Regions from separate parts of the Mus musculus genome. Here all the other regions are linked to region 1. A link is a contact called in public Hi-C and HiChIP or PLAC-seq data. All regions are on one chromosome and are shown on one strand. Each heading gives the region's core, a stretch centred on a gene start, on an enhancer-like site or on the middle of the called end of the contact. The rest is flanking DNA. Distances are from core to core; before and after follow the strand shown.

Region 1 (3,091 bases), core at 515-3,014:
AGCTCTCTGGTTACCCCTAGGATGCTGCCCATTTCCAGTCTTCCCGCAACAGTCCCAGGATCTGGATCCCTTGAAGGTCTCTTTGTTGGTCATTTTGTTGACTCTTATCCGTGGCTTTATTTCTCAGCTACCGTAGGGAAGCTCAGACTTCCAGTAATCGAATCTGCTGAAACAACTAATAATAAGCAACTAATAATAAGACAAGGCATACGCGTTCCCTAACTGAAGCAGACCACGGTGGAATATACCTGTCATCTCAGCTACTGGGAGGCTAAAGCAAGAGAATCTTGGGTGTGAAGCCAGCCTGAGCAACAGAGCCAGACCCAGTCTCAAACAAAACAAAATGCTTAACCTGTGCATACACACAAGCACCATATAAAATACGGAACTTAGGGAGGAGCCCGGAGGTTGCTTAGACCCCCCCACCCTCACCCCGGAGTTGCTGCTAGCCTCTAGGCTGCCATGCTCATCTCAGGCTTGCTGTCTGCTCTCACCGCCTGCTCAAGAGAGCATGTGCATTACATCATTCAAGTGGCATAATGATTTCTGCTTTCCTGGCTAAAACCTGACTGGCGCAAATATCTCCTCAAAGCCATAGTCGCAGTGTTTATACAAGGCAAATTCTACATGACTGACACAGCACAGGCTGGGTGGGGCATTCTGTGAAGTACGCCTGTCTTTAAAAGAGGCTCTGAAAAGTCTCTTGTCTTTTCTGATTTCTTCTTATCACCAAGCATCTCCAGAGTATCTCTTGTCTGCTGCCTTTCTCGGCTATCTACTGCGTGCCTGCCGAGTTAGCCCTTTCAAAAGCTCGCCTTGCTGTGAGCTCAGAGTTTCCTACCATGGGAGGCATCTGAACACGGCTCAGCTATATCCTGACCTCAGGGTATCCGAGGGCTACAGGGGGTCAGCTGGGTGGTGTGCTCCTCTAGAAACCTGAAAAGGGAAGCCAGCACCTGCTTCTGAACTCCTTCCGTGTTGTCAGAATTTATCCCTTAAGGTTAGGACACCAAGGTCCCTGTTTTCCTGCTGGCTGTTGGTTTGGGACCCTTATCCTCTTGAAGTTCCTTGCTCTACGGCATTCCCATAACACAGTATCTTCAAAGCTAGCAAGGGACCCTTTCCATCCAGTCAAGACAGTCTTTTATAACAAAATATGGTCATCAGGGTGACATCTGATCATGTTTGCCATTGTTTTACAGTTTAGAAGCAAGTCACAGTTTCTACCAATACCCAGGGGACAAGATTATACAAGGATATAGATCAGTGGGGTTGCTTTATTGTGTCTACCACATCACCTTCAGGGTGACCAGACAGCCGTTCAATGTACAAAGCGACACACCCAAGCGTTGCTGATTCTTTTCAAGATAATCTGAGAGGGGAAGATTAGGATTTAAAAACAAAAAGAGCAACGAGTCTTGCTAGAAGTATTAATAGAATGTTCCAGGCTGAAGCAGGATGGAGGCACGTAGAAACCCGGGGCAGGCATGGGAGGAGCCCTCCCTTGAAGGCACAATCAGTCAGAGGCAAGTGTACTGTACACAGAGGGCCTATCGAACGATCGGGAGGATTGGAACCATGAAGGGGGCACCAACTACGCACACTCGATGTATAAAAGCAAGTGTTCCCGTTTTATAACATGTGGTCTTTGCTCTTCACCCTGCCTCCCTCCATCTGCTTCACCATCGCGGCGGGTTTCCAGGGAAACTTCTGTCCCGGAAGGTGGAGAGCGAGCGCGTGAGGAGGACATTCAGCAGCCACTTCCTGTTTCACAGCACACAACAGTGTGGTCAGGGCAGAAGCCACGTTTGGTTTCTTCTCTACAGTGCTCTAAAGTTTCTTGTTAAACTTCCTAGCTGTATCCAAGTTCTCCCACTCTGTCCCCTTTGAAGTGGCTGGGGACTCTGAAATTGGGCAGACCTGTTAAATCCACAGCACCGGGAGGACCTTATTCCTGCCCCAGCTGCGGTTCCTTTTGTGCCTCTTCCACAGCCCCCCATCCAGGGAGTTTTATACCTTGTAGTTTCAGCTTTCCAATACCGATGAAACCTCTGAATCATGGCTCCAGTCTTGGTTGGAAATAAAGGACGAAAGAATGTATAGCTACTTTTTTAGCCACGCCCCTTCCCATGAGTGGCCTCGCCAAGGTCAAGTTCTAGTTTCAGTCTAGTGTCCCTTCATGTTTCTCGGGAGACAGGGCGGCAATGAAGTCTGCCTTGAAATAAATCAGCGGCGAACACAGACTCATGATAGTCTGACAGTCCTTTTCTTTATACCAAGTTCCTGGTTGGTTTTGTTTGGGCAGTTTTGTTTTGAGATAAAGCCACACTGTAGTTCAAAGTGACTCCAAGCTCACAAGCATCCTTCCTGCCTTTACCTCTCCCTAATAGGCTAGTTCTTTGATGGCGAAATGAGCCTATTCAAACCAGATTAGGTCATATTAAATACAAGTTTATCCGGAAGCTGCTCTCAGGTGAGTTCGCTGGCCCCAAGGACTGAGGCCTGGGAAGTCATCATGGGGTGGAGTATGGGGGGAGAAAGGGCCTGGGCACAGAGAGGGAGAGAGGGATGGGAGAGAGAGACAGAGAGAGAGAGACACGGAGAGACAGAGGGAGAGACAGGCAGAGAGAGGGATGGGGAGAGGGAGGGGGAGAGGGGGGGAGAGGGAGGGGGGGGGAGAGGGAGGGGGAGAGGGAGGGAGAGAGGGAGAGCCCCCAAAATGTCTGGATCATAAAGCAAACGCCTTTAGAGGAAGGTAACTTTGAGGGTTGAGAGACCCTGGAGGCCTGCTTTGATGTATAAAATATGCACCTCAGTTCCTTGTTCCAAGGTCTGAAACCAAACACTCTCCCATTAGGATTACGTGCCTGTGCCATCATTGTACCTGGCTTAGCGTGCCTAGCTTTTCCAGCCATCCCTGTCCCCTACCTTCCCTTGGTAGCCTAAGCCAGTCTAAGCCTTCATTGTGGTCAGTTGTCTGTTCATTGGCTCATTCCACAAAAGATCCCACCAGCCCCTCCCCCTCTTCCGACAGAGAAATTGCAAAACAGGATGGTGTGACTAGAATAGACTCTGGGGGTCTGATTGCCTG
Region 2 (2,994 bases), core at 385-2,884, 220 kb before region 1:
GCAAAGGCAGTTGGATCCAGAAGAAACCACAAGGCTCCACCAACCATCCTGAGTCCTTCGAAGTGGCAAGAAGCTGCCAGAATATCCTGAGATGGTCTTTGGCGAGTTATTCTCTATGAAGTCATGACGAGAGAAACAAGCAATGCAATGCAAGCTGAACCAATGCCAGAATCTCCTCCCACTGTCTGTGGGGTCATATTTATATTCTTTCTAAACATCACGTGTCCTCTCACATGTTTACTTCAGCAAAACAACTTTTTACCTATCTGCTCCAGCAAAACATCCTATGACATAACTGAGGTTCCAAAGAAACCAGAAATTTCCACTTCAGACTATGCTGTGAAACCTTGAGCCAAAAATTAATCTTTCCTCAGGTTTGGGGCACAGTGATGCACAAGTGACTTATGCAGACCACAATGATATCTACAACGTCACAAGGTCTTCTACAGCATGCCCTTCCCCCTCCCTTATGAAGAAATGGTGACTAACTGTCCTTCCTTTGAACCTAAATAAGGTTGTGGTATATTGTTATAACAGAGCAGGACACTGGGGTCCGTCTCATAGAAGTCTGAAAGGAGTTGTGATCATGTCTTGTCACAGGAGCAAGTGTGTGCTTGAAGACCTGAGTTGCCATGTCTAAGAAATAGGAAATGTCCCTTCAAAGCCATCATCCATGCAAAATGATGTCATTCTAGCATGGCTGCTTGGGGGGTTGGAGACCTACACTCCTGCCAGTAACCTGTCTCCCACACTCTGTAAATTGTTGTCTCCTTAGTGGAAACAGGTGGAACTAAACTTTGTTTTATTACTGAGACCTTAGAAGCTGGTAGATGCTGCCTCAACTCCTCTCAATGCAGGGAGAAAGCCCTCACAGCGTTTCTGTACAAACACTTTATTCCCTATTGCAGTAATTGCTCCTTACTAAAATCTGTCTTTGACACCTTAATCAAACAGTGGCTGGCTTTGTGTATCTTTGGCACTGGTCCAGCCTTTAACTAAGTGAGAAACGGCCAACCCTCCTCGCTGACTGATTTTCGCACTGCGTAGTCACTTGCTGTGAAATCTGGTTCCCTTCCACTGGAAGGCCCAACATTCTTAGGCCATTCACAAAAGTCCCCTGGACTTCCTGGGCCTTGACACAATTTACTGCACTTCTGTGCCGAACACAATCTGCTGACTCACTGAAAACAGCGCTCGTTTATAAACAGGAAGCGGAGCATGTGGCTGCAGACATTGAGCAACAGATGGGGATTGTTGAATGTGGAGGAAAAAATAAATAAAAGTTTGAATTTAAAAAAAAAAGAAAGAAAAAGAAAAAACTGTGCCCCTAAATAAAAACTCTGTAATTCATGGAAATACAATCCATCTATTGATCCTTTATTAACTATTTACATAAGAGGAATTTTTAATTGGTCAAGCCAAGTTGGTGAGTTGGGCAGGCTGTATGTATTTACTGTGTCCCTAGATAATGTGGCTTTTGCTTTTATTTTTTCTTTCTTCTCCAACCAGCACTTTCAAGGCCTTCACAGAAGAGATGTGGTTTTTTGTTATTTTTGTTTTTTTCTTTATGCTCTGATACACTGCCTGCCCAGGCTGGAGCTCTAGACTTGAATATGGGTGATTACAGTCTCCACTAGGGAGATATTAGACCGTGGCAGGCAGCCATACTGACTTGGTAAGCATCAATAAGAGGGAGACTAGCGTGAATCAGGCATGTGGGAACACAACAGAACAAGTTCCCGTGGTGTTTCTCTGCTGGGATGGGTTTCTAGCAAACTGACTCAAGAAAGTAGAATCAGTAGTCAAGGAAAGACCAGGGTAATTAGCTTAGGAAAGATTATATTTGGGGACTTGGCACCAGCCATGTATTGGAGCAGAGGCAGCTGAGTGATATTTGGAGTCTTTCCCCTGGTCTTCCACCCCATCAGCCAATGGACAAGGGTAGCCTTGTGCCTGGGATATTAGGTTCTTAGTAAGCAGTGGCCAATGCTTTGCATTGCACACAAACACTGTTTACCTTAGGAGGTAAATAGCGGCAACTCCATTGAGTAAATCAATACTCAGGTCTTTATCAAACCGAACAGAGCGGAGCTGGGATTGCAGCTCACAGGTGCCTCCTTGCACAGCACAGATGTGCCCGATTTATTGCTGAACTTCTAGAGTAAGGTATGTCTCTTCACACGGACACTCTTGACAGTGGTGCTTAATAGTCGAATGCTATCTACAAGTTAGAAAACCTTATTTGACTTTCCTTTAGCTTCTTAAAGAGCAGAGGGCATTTGTTCTTCTATTATTTGCAAAGGAATGCGGTCATAGAAACGATAAACACCAATGATGTCCTATTGCACACATGTAAACTGATTTTGCACAATCTTTATTGTATATTGGATAGTACGGAAATACTGAGAAGTCTAAATAGATCCAAAGCAACCCTTTTCTGTAGTATTTGGTGTGTGTTTCTGTGTGGCAGATGCATGTGCACACGTGAGGGAATATAACCAAGCAGGCTTATAATATCCAGGGCTCTGAGTTGGTCCACTGCAACATCTACCTCATCTATGAACTGCTGGAGAGCATGAAGAGGCTGGTCCTGTGGATCCAAAGCTGCAGGATCTCCATGACACAGGGAAACAACAGGACATCCAAGAGGAGGCTGATCCAGTATTGATGATGGAGCAGAGGCCAGAGGACTTGAGCCAGACTCATGACCATGAATATTTACAAGTAAATTCTCAATACTTTATTTCCAACCTCTAGGTTCTAGTAGACAGAGGAAGATCCTCAAGGATAGTTATAACTTTGAACCTTGGGTAGAAAGCCAGAGAAGCCGGAGGACCATCCAAAGCCCTGACAGGATTGTTCTTGATGGTTCATGTGGGGTGGAGCATCCCTGACAGGTGCTGCATTGAATTTCTGCCTCTCAGGGCTCAGTTCTGCTGAGTCACAGGCAGCTTCATCCTGACCAACACAGAAATGTCTCTTACCCTGTAAAGA
Region 3 (3,008 bases), core at 420-2,919, 170 kb before region 1:
TCTCCTCCCTACAGAGGCCCCTTTATCCTGAATTTGATGTTTATCTTTCCCAAGAAATCTGTTTGTCATGAGTCCAAGGATCCTTTAACAACATTGACGTCTTCATGAGATTTATATCTAAAAATATAAAACGTATGGAGCACAATTTCCCTTGATTGTCACTGCTGTAGAAGCTCCCGCAGTGGGAATATACCATGACTTACTACAATATTCTTCATTTAAGTCAAGCCTAATATTTCAGTTTTGAGTGTGAGCTGTTTTACAAATCCACCCTTTGATGTGTATGAGAATCTCCAAGGGATAAATTGGATAAAATTGACAAGTTTGAAAGTAGGCATATCTTTATATGCTGCTGAAGTTTTCTCCAACAAATGTTTTCTACACAATTAAACAACATCTACACCAACATCTCCACTCCCCAGAGTAACCAATGAAAAAGTCTAAAAGTCCCAAGAATTAGAGATATGGTAATTCAGGATCTCACCGTTGGTTATTTTAATTTGCATTACTTTCTTATTTATTTCACATTCTTGTTTTCTTCTGGGTCTGTTTCTGGTTTACAATCCTTTGCCAATTTTCCTATATTAGCTTTGTGTCCTGTTGACTTCTAAGGGCTTTGTTAACATAACATGTCTATTAACTATTTGAGAATTTCACACAATACCTTTTGACCATATCCACCCTTCCTCCAGCTTCTCCCAGAGCCATCTCTCATCATCCTGTCTCCTCCAGACCACACCCACCTTCAACAACAAATGAAGCCCAATGTGTACTGCCCATGTACTCATGGCTGTGGTACCATTAACCTACCAGAGACCACAGCCCTAAAGAAAACCGAGTCTCCCTCTCCCCAGGAAGCTCTCAACAGTTGGTGAATCCTCAGCTAGGGATGGAGGAGGCTTGTGAGTCCCTCCACATTCCAAGCTAGAATGTTAACCGGCTCAAACTTGGGCAGACAACAGCAGCTTTTGTGAGTTTGTGAGTTTATCAGTTAGTCCTGCCATGTCCAGAAGATATGCTTCACTCTGCTCCTCCCCCACCTCTGCTCTTTCAATCTTTCCATCCTTTCTCATGAAATGGCTTCAGAGCCCGGTGAGGAGAAGGTATCATTTAGATGTCCCACTTATGCCTGGACATCCCATAGATCCTCTGTCTCTGCACTTTGACCGGCTGCTACTTTCTAAGGTTGTTCTTACTAATGTGCTGGATAGTTTTTCTCTTGTAGTGTGAACGTAAGTTATCTTTTCCCAGCCGGTGGCTTGTATTTTCATTTTGACTACATTAAATTTTAAAGACGTACGTGCAGTAATAACAACAAAGCTTTATAAGTAATCATTTCCTTTGCAGTTGTTTCTTCCATGACTTATTGAATCTTTATTTGTGTTGCGATAACAAATATAATCTTATACCTTCGGTTACACTGATTAAGGTTGTGAAACTGAATATAGCAGGTGTAATAGCTGGAGGGAGTCCACTAACAGCCCATTCAGTGAAATTAGCAAACCATTCAACTCTGCATAGAAATCACCAGCTTTTTCTACCAAATTATCTGCCCTTGAGAAAGTCAACAGACTGCTCCTTAGCACACACAATGTCCCTGTGGTTCTCAGGAGTTGAGTGAGAAATCCCAGATAAATGTTAACAGGGTTGTTACTCTCTCCTTTTGTGCCGTTGTCTAACCTCCATTTGTAAAACTTCCAGCTGTGGTTAAACTGCCTCTTCCATCCCTGGACTATAGTGCATTGTGCTAAACTGGCAGAGTCAGCTGCAACATAGGAAAATCGCCTAGAACTTTGGATCTGCGCTGGCTTCTTTTGTTTGTAAAAGCGGGGTCTGCCGAGCCCCTGCCAGGGAGATAGCTCAGGAGAAGGGAGGTACACATGGGTCCACCATGAAGCTCTGGATTCCTTAGAGGGAGGAAGGGAAAGGAGACAGGGGTATTCCCTCGTCTCTCCACTGCATTCCAGACATTCAGAGGTTCCCTGGAGTCCTCAGGGCCCAGACTCAGCACATTGGAAATGAAAAATGAAGTATGTTTTGAACCAAATTTCAGCTTTGGGTTTCCTTCTGTGGACTTTTTCTTTCTCCCGTGCCACCAGTCTCTCCTTATTCGGCCTACCAAAGCCTATACTCATCAGAGCATCTGACATTTAGAAGGTCACAAATGTGACCATATTAACAAAGAGTATAAAAGTGCTATTATGCTGGCTAGTTTTATGTCAACTTGACACAAACTAGAGTCATTTGGGACTCTAGAGAAAACTGAGAAAATGCCCCTACCAAACTGGCCTTTGGGCAAACCTATAGTGCATTTTGTAAAAAAAAAAAAAAAAAAAAGGTTTCTTTATTTAATATATCTGAGTACACTGTAGCTGTCTTCAGACACACCAGAAGAGGGCATCGGATTCCATTATAGATGGTTGTGAACCACCATGTGGTTGCTGGGAATTGAACTCAGGACCTCTGGAAGAGCAGTCAGTGTTCTTAAACCCCGAGCCATCTCTCCAGTCCTTGATGCATTTTTTTAGTGAATGATTGGTGTGGGAGACCCCAGCACATTGAGAGTGGTGTCACCTCTGGGCAGGTGGTCCTGAGATGTGGAAGAAAGCAGTAAGCAGTGACCCTCCAGGGCCTCTATTCTGTTCTTGTCTCCAGGTTCCTGCCCTGACTTCCCTTGGTGATTAACTGTTACTGGAAGTGCAAGCTGAAACAAACTTTTTTACCCTTCAAGCTGCTTTTGGTCAGGGTGCTTTACCCCAGCAATAGGAACCCTAACCAAGACAGATAACCATATGCTGTATGCTTTACATGTAGAAAGATTTCAAAGATGAAGAACTGAAGAGAAAGGAGAGCCATGTTCACGGGGATCCTCACTACAGTAGATTCCTCTCAAGGTAGAGCTCACACCTAAATGACACTGATTTTGTAGGCTGTGTTCCACATTGAGAGACACTGGCGTGCCCAAGGGGAAAGTCATGCATGTAGCAGCCTCACCCCCAACCTGGAAG
Region 4 (2,780 bases), core at 170-2,669, 220 kb after region 1:
CCACAGACTGCTAGCTGTATATATCAAATTACTATTATTTTTGAATATCATACTGTCTTAGTCAGGGTTTCTATTCCTGCACAAACATCATGACCAAGAAGCAAGTTGGGGAGGAAGGGGTTTATTCGGCTTACATTTCCATACTGCTGTTGATCACCAAAGGACTGGAACTCAAGCAGGTCAGAAAGCAGGAGCTGACGCAGAGACCATGGAGGGATGTTCTTTACTGGCTTGCTTCACCTGGCTTGCTCAGCCTGCTCTCTTATAAAACCCAAGACTACCAGCCCAGAGATGGTCCCACCCACACGGGGCCTTTCCCCCTTGATCACTAATTGAGAAAATGCCTTACAGTTGGATCTCATGGAGGCATTTCCTCAACTGAACCTTCTTTATCTGTGATAACTCCAGCTGTGTCAAGTTGACACAAAACTAGCCAGTGCACATACCTTCCCATCCCCCCTTCTTTTTGAGACCATCTCACTTTGAAGTCCAGTCTGGCTTTGATTTGGAATCAATCCTACCTGAGCCTTCCCATTTTGGGAATAGGGTATGGCGGTGGGGGTACGAGGAGGTGGGGGAAAGAAGGGGTATGGAAACGCAGTGTTCCTAACAGGTTCTTTAGAGAGTTTTTGAGAGGAGCTAAAGAAAGGGATGGGACATAGTCTGAAGTTTAGGAAGACTGGGGGAGGGGAGACTGACATGTCGCATGGTATCTCATAACATCATTTTATGTAAAAACATTATTTGTTAGTGAATCGAATCTGTTTCCATATGGGAAATGCACTTGGGATCTGTGTTAGGCTTTTCTTTCTATTCATTTTAGAAATCAGGCACATTGAAAATTAATGTTGATATTCATAGACTCAAAATTATAGTTAGAATTAAAAACAAAACACTTGTGAGTGAAATGGCTCGGTAGGTGAAGCTGCTTGCTGCCAACCCTGACTCCTTGAGCTCTGTCTTGGAACTCTTAGGATGGGAAAAGAGAACAAACTCCCCCAGAATGTCCTGACAGGCGGTGTGAGTGTGTGTGTGTGTGTGTGTGTGTGTGTGTGTGTGTGTGAGTTAGTGTGTGTGTGTGAGTGTGTGTGTGAGTGTGTGTGTGTCTCTGTGTGTGTGTGTGTGTGTGTGAGTGTGTGAGTGTGTGTGTGAGTGTGTGTGTGTGTGAGTGTGTGTGTGTGTGTGTCTCTGTGTGTGTGTGTGTGTATACACATATACTAAATAAATAAATGTAATTTAACTTAAACTAAAACAGCTGCAGCATAATAGCTTGTAATCGGTGGTGGCCATTAACCTTTCCGTGATGTTTTTACCTCTTTGTTTTGCCTCTTTCTTTGTCAAGGTAATTGTGGGACTAGGGGAAATGGGGAGGAGCCCTGAGTGGTGGCAGATGGTGTTGCCCAGAGCTCAGTTGTGATGGCCTGTCAATCAAATCAGTTTCTGATTAAAACCCCATTACCTTCTGCCACAGGAAGTCCTGCCCCCTCTGCCCTTGCAGGTTTTTTTTTTTTTTTTTATTCGTTTGACCTTTATTGTGTTTGATTTTTGTAATCTCAAATTTCTTTTTCCTCTTTAATTCTTTTTCCACATTTGGACGTAGATAGGAGAGAATTCAGTCCCGTGTTTTAGGGAGTGGTATCAAAACACATTTATTTTGTTCGGTGTTTTCTGCTCCATCCTTCCTTAAAGATAAAGACCCTTTCTCTCTGTGTGATTATGAGACTGTTGGGTTTGGGTGTGCCTCTCTGTAATGCTCTGATATGAAAGACTGACTGCATAGAAACTCTTAGACGACTCTGATATGGATCCTGGAGAACAGTAGCTTCTCAGTTATTTTTAGGCATACCTGTCTATCCTCAGTATGAACAGCGGAGGCATGTTGCCGTTTCCCTGGTAACTTCTCGTGGGCATTAGTAAATACGACGGGACCCTAGAGTTTTCCCTCATCTGAACGGCATTTCAGGGAATTCCTATAAAGTGACAAAAATGTATTCCTGAAGGGAACTCTCATGCCATTTATTCTACACAGATCATTTTATGGTGAGGCCCAGAGACGAAAATTGATTTTGTCTGTCCACGATTAAGAGAGAGAAATGTAGGCCCAAGTGCAGGTACCGGCTCTTTAAACGATAATTCACGCTGCAGCGCACACCACGCAGTCCGTCTCTCAGTCACGTGGACCCAGGGGCGGAGCCTGTGGAGCCTCGTGGTGTTTCTTGTTTCTTAAATGTTGACAGTAAATTTTGAGAAGCTGTAGGGTAGAGGCCCCTGGTCCATTCCCATACATTTATTATTATTGCTATTATATTGGTGTTATTATTGGTATTATTATTACTAATGTTTCACAGGAAGTGTGTGGCTTTTGGAAAACAGGGAGGCAACTCGTGAGTGACGTTCTTAGATTCTTGCTCTCATGTTCAGTCTGTGAGGACAATTTATCTTTCCACATGACTTGAGTGTCTTCCCTGCTCCAAGTATCTGCAATTAAAACATTCCTGCAGTCACCACATTTGTTGTTGTTGTTTTCTTTTTACAACTTATTGCAGACTTTTTTTTGGGAAACCTATTTTTTTATGGCAATTTCTTGGTGCCTGGACTAGCAAGGCTCTGTTCACAACAAGGCCTCTGTCATAAATAAAAAGGATGTATAGTGCCAGCTTGCCGACTCAGATATGGTATGTTGTACAGACGACAAGCTTCTCAGTTTTCCTAGATTAATGTGTTCACAGTGGGCTCCAGTTAGGTCTAGTTAGGTTTAGTACACCATTTCCAGGATTTCT

The links. Hi-C and Micro-C count contacts between places; a contact is called where the count stands out from the background. HiChIP or PLAC-seq counts read pairs in DNA pulled down with a chosen protein or histone mark.
Region 2: an H3K27ac HiChIP or PLAC-seq map of microglia shows a contact between it and region 1, with 5 times the contacts expected there. The contact joins two enhancer-like sites. A contact is called at or near these places in 7 of 484 Hi-C or Micro-C datasets (3T3-L1-derived adipocytes, bone marrow-derived macrophages, embryonic stem cells and 2 more), 4 of 115 datasets of contacts at active chromatin or transcription factors (acute myeloid leukemia, bone marrow-derived macrophages and microglia) and 4 of 9 other capture datasets (adipose tissue, embryonic stem cells, liver and 1 more).
Region 3: an H3K27ac HiChIP or PLAC-seq map of extraembryonic endoderm stem cells shows a contact between it and region 1, with 2.4 times the contacts expected there. The contact joins two enhancer-like sites. A contact is called at or near these places in 1 of 484 Hi-C or Micro-C datasets (stem cell-derived neural stem cells), 1 of 115 datasets of contacts at active chromatin or transcription factors (extraembryonic endoderm stem cells) and 3 of 9 other capture datasets (adipose tissue, embryonic stem cells and liver).
Region 4: a Hi-C map of regulatory T cells shows a contact between it and region 1, with 2.1 times the contacts expected there. The contact joins two enhancer-like sites. A contact is called at or near these places in 6 of 15 datasets of contacts at CTCF or cohesin (the G1E-ER4 cell line, embryonic stem cells, large pre-B cells and 2 more), 132 of 484 Hi-C or Micro-C datasets (the 4T1 cell line, the AML12 cell line, the AtT-20 cell line and 60 more), 15 of 115 datasets of contacts at active chromatin or transcription factors (astrocytes, embryonic forebrain, embryonic stem cells and 6 more) and 1 of 9 other capture datasets (embryonic stem cells).

Annotation. Positions count from the first base shown.
Region 1 is chr13:113,634,402-113,637,492 of GRCm38.p6, forward strand. No RefSeq gene overlaps it. Among named protein-coding and RNA genes, the nearest start is that of Snx18, 17 kb to the left of the region's middle. Within about 2 kb of position 1,765, at least 92 of the 459 cell types and tissues checked have an H3K27ac peak or open chromatin away from gene starts, as enhancers often do. A contact at or near this core is called in the G1E-ER4 cell line, acute myeloid leukemia, adipose tissue and 4 more, where this site is marked.
Region 2 is chr13:113,417,192-113,420,185 of GRCm38.p6, forward strand. Gm41071 (a long non-coding RNA gene) reads right to left here. Exons shown (of 3, transcript XR_873978.1): 3 at 2,359-2,958. Among named protein-coding and RNA genes, the nearest start is that of Gm41071, 5.3 kb to the right of the region's middle. Within about 2 kb of position 1,635, at least 124 of the 459 cell types and tissues checked have an H3K27ac peak or open chromatin away from gene starts, as enhancers often do. A contact at or near this core is called in acute myeloid leukemia, adipose tissue, bone marrow-derived macrophages and 1 more, where this site is marked.
Region 3 is chr13:113,467,277-113,470,284 of GRCm38.p6, forward strand. All of the region lies in intron 3 of 4921509O07Rik (RIKEN cDNA 4921509O07 gene), which reads right to left. Among named protein-coding and RNA genes, the nearest start is that of 4921509O07Rik, 34 kb to the right of the region's middle. Within about 2 kb of position 1,670, at least 1 of the 459 cell types and tissues checked has an H3K27ac peak or open chromatin away from gene starts, as enhancers often do. A contact at or near this core is called in extraembryonic endoderm stem cells, where this site is marked.
Region 4 is chr13:113,857,437-113,860,216 of GRCm38.p6, forward strand. The region is part of intron 1 of Arl15 (ADP-ribosylation factor-like 15); the gene reads left to right. Among named protein-coding and RNA genes, the nearest start is that of Arl15, 64 kb to the left of the region's middle. Within about 2 kb of position 1,420, at least 24 of the 459 cell types and tissues checked have an H3K27ac peak or open chromatin away from gene starts, as enhancers often do. A contact at or near this core is called in the G1E-ER4 cell line and regulatory T cells, where this site is marked.